2 separate regions of the Sus scrofa genome follow, and region 2 is linked to region 1. The links are chromatin contacts, called in public Hi-C maps. All regions are on one chromosome and are shown on one strand. Each heading gives the region's core, a stretch centred on a gene start, on an enhancer-like site or on the middle of the called end of the contact. The rest is flanking DNA. Distances are from core to core; before and after follow the strand shown. Region 1 holds the start of LOXL2 (lysyl oxidase homolog 2). Region 2 overlaps ENTPD4 (ectonucleoside triphosphate diphosphohydrolase 4).

Region 1 (2,700 bases), core at 96-2,595:
TTTCCCGGTTCGGGTGAGGGATGACGACGGAGAGGAAGGCATCTCGCCGGTTTCTTCCAATCATATTTATTCCGGCGCTGATTTACAGCGACACCTCCGGCGGGCAGCTACTTCAGAGCGTTCCAGAAGGTGTGGGCTGGGGGGCGGGGGCGGGGGCGGGAGCGTGGTGTCCAAAGCGCCTGCGTAAAACTTGGGGGCACTGAGGACAGAGGGAGTATCCGCACACCACCAGGATGAGCCCCAGGGCGATCCTGCACGTACGACCCATGGGTTCGCCTGTGCTGGTTCTTTCCTATTCCAGGGCCTCCCAGTGACTACGGCGGGAGAGGTTTCCTGGAACCCGGACGAGCCAAGAATGAATACCTCGGGTGCGGACCTCGCCGCTCAGCGCACAGGACTCAGGGCGCTCCTGCGCTCAGCCGAGGCTTTCTCGGGAGAAAACTGACTCCAGGCTGTGGGCTCTAGAGCTACCAGGCTCAGCCCCATGCCCCTACCCCGCCAACCCCAGCCCTGTGCGCTCCACATCCCCAAAGCCACAGCCCCGGGGACACTCCAGGGCGGCCCCCATCCCCGCGCGCGCTCCACACCTCAAAAGCCAGAAGTCCGGGCACCAGCGCAGTCCCCAGGGTCCCGCGCTCCTAGGCACCTACCGCGCACCGAGTCTCTCCTGGCTCTATCCTGCCTGGTCGCAGGAGCCCCTGGCGAGCAACGAACCAAGCGCCCTGCTCCCTGGGGCGCGCCTGCTGCGTCGGCTCGCAGAGTTCAGGCGAGGTGGGGCTGGGTGAGTCCGCCCTAGTCGGAGCAGGACCCGTTAGCCTGCACGTCCTCGTCTCTCCAAACATGAAGCCCTCCCTCTGGATGCCCGCCGCTCGAGTCCTGGGAACCCCAAGCAAGGCTGAGAGGGGGGCCCCGAGGAGAGCGGAGCCTGGAGACCCACCAGGACGCCCTGGCTTTCCCGAGAACCGCCATGGGGAGAGGGGACGCGCAGGCAGCGCTCTTACTTGGCAGCAGAAGTGCGCGCTGGCTCGGCTGGGGCCAGGCTTTCCACAGCGGCCCCTCTCCTGCGCCCGGCGCCGCGGAGCCCACTACCCGAACAGAGCAGACGAGCCGAAACTTCCGGCCGTTGGAAAAAGCGAGCTCCCAGTTTTAGGAAGCCGAGCGCCGGAGTAGCGCTTTTCCCGGTACTTTTAACCAGCGCCCCACAGCAAACCCTCCCCGGACCCACCCCCTTCCCTAAAGGCGGCCACCGCCGCAGGCCCGGCCTCCTGCCCCTTTTGTTCCGCGGGGAAGCCGCGCGCCAATGGGGCAGCCCTTCCCAGGCTCTTCTCGCCCAGGTTTCCGGAGCCTGAGTAGCTAGGGAGCGGACTTTTCCTCGGGAGATTCTTCCACACTCCAACCCCCTACCCCCCGCCTAGATCCTGGAATTTAACTCTTTGTGGTCCTAATCCACCAGCATTCGGGTCCGTGCCTAATCCATCTTCCTATCCAGAACCCGGCACTTTCTGGCTCGTAGTAGACGCTCAATAAAAACTGATGAATGAAAGACTTCAGAAACTTTCGTCCATCTCCGCTGGGTTTCTCCTCTCTGGAGGAAGCAGTTTCCGAAGGTGATTGCAAAGAGCCCCCTTTCTTCCAGCAGATCACATCTTCGGCCTCAGCCAAAATTCTTTCTCCCCTGAGGATCAATTTTCTCCTTTGTAATTAAAGGCTTTGGACTCAGTGACCTCTAAGGTCCGTCCCCACACCCGAGGGCCAGGATTAGCAAGCCTGGGCTAAGGGCGCATATTGTGCAGAAGGATCTCCATGCCTGGTTCTGAGGCTCACACTAGGGGCAAAGTGAGGGGGTCCTGCGGGCTGGGGGCATCCTCTGAGGAGATTCCCGGACCTCTTAAGCAAGAACAAGGTTTGGCTGGGCAGGAGGCAGCCAGCTGCAAAACAAGGCACCCATCTGTGGGGTGTCTATGCAGACAGAACCCAGAAGAGGACTTCCATTAAGGGTGGTGATCCTCCTCCAGGTCCTTATACTCTCTGCCCATTCGGGTCCCTCCCAGCAGACCCCAGCTCTAGCCCTGATAGGTGGCTAGTTCATCTAGTCCATCTCAGATCCACTAGAGGGGGATAGCTCTAGTCCATCTCAGACTCCAGCAAAAACTTCCCTCCTCTAGGGTGGACTTTCGTAAATCCACGGCTCTCTAGGACATTCCCACAGCCACAGCTAACCTAGCAAGTCTCAAACTTAGCACCCTAACTCACAGCCCTCCACCCTGTGAGTTCTCTTCTGCCCTCCTTCCTACCCTCCACACGGAATCAACCCCTGGTCTGGTGGGTGGTGAAGCCAAGGAACAGGAGGGAGGTGGGTGTGGTTCTAAAAGGGCACCGGGAGTTCCTGTGCTGTTGGAACTGTTCAGTATCTTGGCTGTGGTAGTGGATGCAAGAAGCTACGCAGGTGATATAATTGTATAAACTTAATATACACAAGGACACACACACACTACACACAAAGTACAGGTAAAACAGGAAATCTGAATAAGATCAGCGGATTGCATCAAAGTCAATATTCTAGTTGTGATTTTGTCCTACAGTTTTGCAAAATGTCACCATTGGGGAAACTGGGCAAAGTGGGAAGGCTCCCTCTGTATTATTTTTACAATTGCTTATGAATCTATAATTATCTCAATAAAAATGTCCACTGAGGGGAAA
Region 2 (2,700 bases), core at 190-2,689, 56 kb after region 1:
TGGGAGTAGGAGACAGGCAGTCATCTGATAAATGTCTACCAGGTCTTTTTCCATGTACAAGGTACCACGTGAGGCTCCGTTTCCTAGGGAGCTCTTCGCCACCTTCACAGCTGCTTCCACTCCTCCAGCCCAGACCTGGCTCACAGAGAGAACAGGCAGCCATGGCCAGGGCCTCCTTCCAACCTGCCTGATCCAGAGGACGTGTGATAGTGGGGCTCTTTCTCGGTCTCGTGGCAGCGCTTTACCCCTGACCAGGCCGCTCAGGGTGCCATTCCCCTAGTCTGCCTCTTAGCCCTTGAACAGCTGCATCTCAGGGTCTTCCACGTCTCCGCATTCACACACACCTTGTCCACTCTGTTACCCAGGTCTTCTGTCCTGGCTCCAATCTCTTCTACTCTAAGCTCTGTTTCTGGTCAACTTCAGTTACTGCTTCAATGATCTGACACCTGGAACTTTCTTTCTCCACCCTGTGCTTTTCTTCTGAGTTATAGATACACATCTTCAAGCACCTACTGTTACACCCATCAGAACACTGCCCGGGCCCAGAAGAGACACTTCCAAAATGGAATCCTTCAACTGCAGCTCTCACCCGCTCCTAGTGCTCAATCCCACCCACTGCTCAAAGCAGCAACTAGGGAGTGTGCCTGATCCACCCCCACCACCCCTTCATCCTCCAAAGCCAGTTTCTTACAGAGACCTTCCATTCCTTTAATTTCGATTTATCTAAAATCTGTCCCTTTCCTTCAGGCTTTTGCCTGAGGTCAGTTTCTTCCCCTGACCCATCACGACGGTCCCTGACCTGAGGCTCTCCAACTCCTCAGCCAATAGCTTCAGGCAGAGTCTTCATCTGACACTGACATCCACCCCTACCCCTGCTCAGGTCCAGGATCCTGTTCATCTTGTGCTGGAAATCCTCCAAGGGCTCCCTTCGCTCATAAATAAAGGCCACGGGCCGTGCCCTGACTGCTCACCACCTGTTCCTGCTCTGACCTCCCTCTCCACTCTCCCCTTCTCATTCCAGTCCAGCACACCAGCGTCTGCACTGTCTGCACACGTGCCAGCCACTGTCTGGTCTCAGGGCCTCTGATGTGCTGCTTCTTCTACTTGGAAATAATTCATATGGCTCAGTTGTTCATGCCCTTCAGGTCTTTATTCAATGTCACTTTCTCAAGAAGCCTTGCCCTGGCCACCCAATCTGTAACTGTCAGCTCTCCCCTCCATCCAGCTCTCTTCCCTGAGTGACTTCTCCTCCTGGGTGTTTACTTATTTATTAACTACTTGTGTAGTGGTTATTATGTGCCAGGCCCTGCTCAAATGCTTTACAAGAACTCCTTTATTCCTCCTATCAACCATCGAGGTAGGTAGTATTTGCATAATATTTTACAGATGAAGCAGAGAGGCTAAGTAACATGTCTGAGGTCACCCAGCTAATAAAAGGTGATCATAAATAAAAGAGCTGACATTCAAGTATGTGAATCCACACCCTTAGCCTGTCCTCTAACGCAGTGCATGTGTTTGCATTTCTGTTGCTCATATGTCTCCCCCCTCCAGAATGCAAGCCCCTTCAGGGGCCAGATTTAGGTCTGCTTGACTGTCCGCGGCACTCCCAGCATGGCAGCCTCTAGGAAAAGGCCTGGCAATAAGTCACATTTCAGAGTTCTGGGACCCAGAAAGGTTAGAAACTTACATACCAGAGGAATCTTTCTAAAACGAGTGGGAATCATGACACTTTGTACCACCTCCCAACTTTTCTTCCGCACTCAGGAAAAAGTCCTAACTCCTTAGGATGGCCAAGGGGGCCCTCTTGACTGGTCTTGCGTTGTTCCATATGATAGCCATTGCCATGTGTGACTACTTAAAGTCATTAAAATTTAAAAATTCAGTTTCTTGGGAGTTCCCTGGTGGTCTAATGATTAGGATTCAGTGCGTTCACGGCTGCAGCCTGAGTTCAATCCCGGGTCTGGGAACTGAGATCCCACATCAAGCTACTCCATGCTGCAGCCAAAAAACAACAAAAAAACCGTTATATAAAAAAATTCAGTTTTGCCTGGCTCACAGTTATAACGAGTAAACTAGTGGTTACCAGTAGGGAGACGGAAGCAGGGAGGGGAAAGAGAGAAGTAGGGGATTAAGAGGTACAAACTACTATGTATAAAATAGGAGTTCCCGTCATGGCACAGTGGTTAACAAATCCGCTTAAGAACCATGAGGTTGCGGGTTCGATCTCTGGCCTTGCTCAGTGGGTTAAGGATCCGGTGTTGCCGTGAGCTGTGGTGTAGGTTGCAGACTCGGCTCGGATCCCGCGTTGCTGTGGCTGTGGCATAGGCCGGTGGCTACAGCTCCGATTTGACCCATAGTCTGGGAACCTCCATATGCCGTGGGAGCAGCCCAAGAAATGGCAAAAAAGACCAAAAAAAAAAAAAAAAAAAGATAAGCTATAAGGATATACTGTACAGCACAGGGAATATAGTCAATATATTATAATAACTATAAATTGAGCATAATCTTTAAAAATTGTGAGTCACTGTGTTGTAACACATGAATTTACACAACACTGTAAATCAACTATACCTCAATAAAAAAAAGAACTATATACTGGATAAATAATAACTCTTGAATGTATGTAACAATCTTCATGGATAAAGATGCTGTTTTAATGAACAAAATTTATTTAAAAGGGAGAGAAAAACGTTCAGTCTG

The links. Hi-C and Micro-C count contacts between places; a contact is called where the count stands out from the background.
Region 2: a contact with region 1 is called in a Hi-C map of fetal skeletal muscle, with 2.4 times the contacts expected there. The contact joins the enhancer-like site here to the promoter of LOXL2 in region 1.

What each region holds. Positions count from the first base shown.
Region 1 is chr14:7,539,354-7,542,053 of Sscrofa11.1, forward strand. It overlaps LOXL2 (lysyl oxidase homolog 2), which reads right to left and starts at 1,346. Exons shown (of 14, transcript XM_021074114.1): 1 at 1,002-1,346.
Region 2 is chr14:7,595,377-7,598,076 of Sscrofa11.1, forward strand. All of the region lies in intron 1 of ENTPD4 (ectonucleoside triphosphate diphosphohydrolase 4), which reads right to left. Among named protein-coding and RNA genes, the nearest start is that of ENTPD4, 7.7 kb to the right of the region's middle. Within about 2 kb of position 1,440, at least 4 of the 83 cell types and tissues checked have an H3K27ac peak or open chromatin away from gene starts, as enhancers often do. A contact at or near this core is called in fetal skeletal muscle, where this site is marked.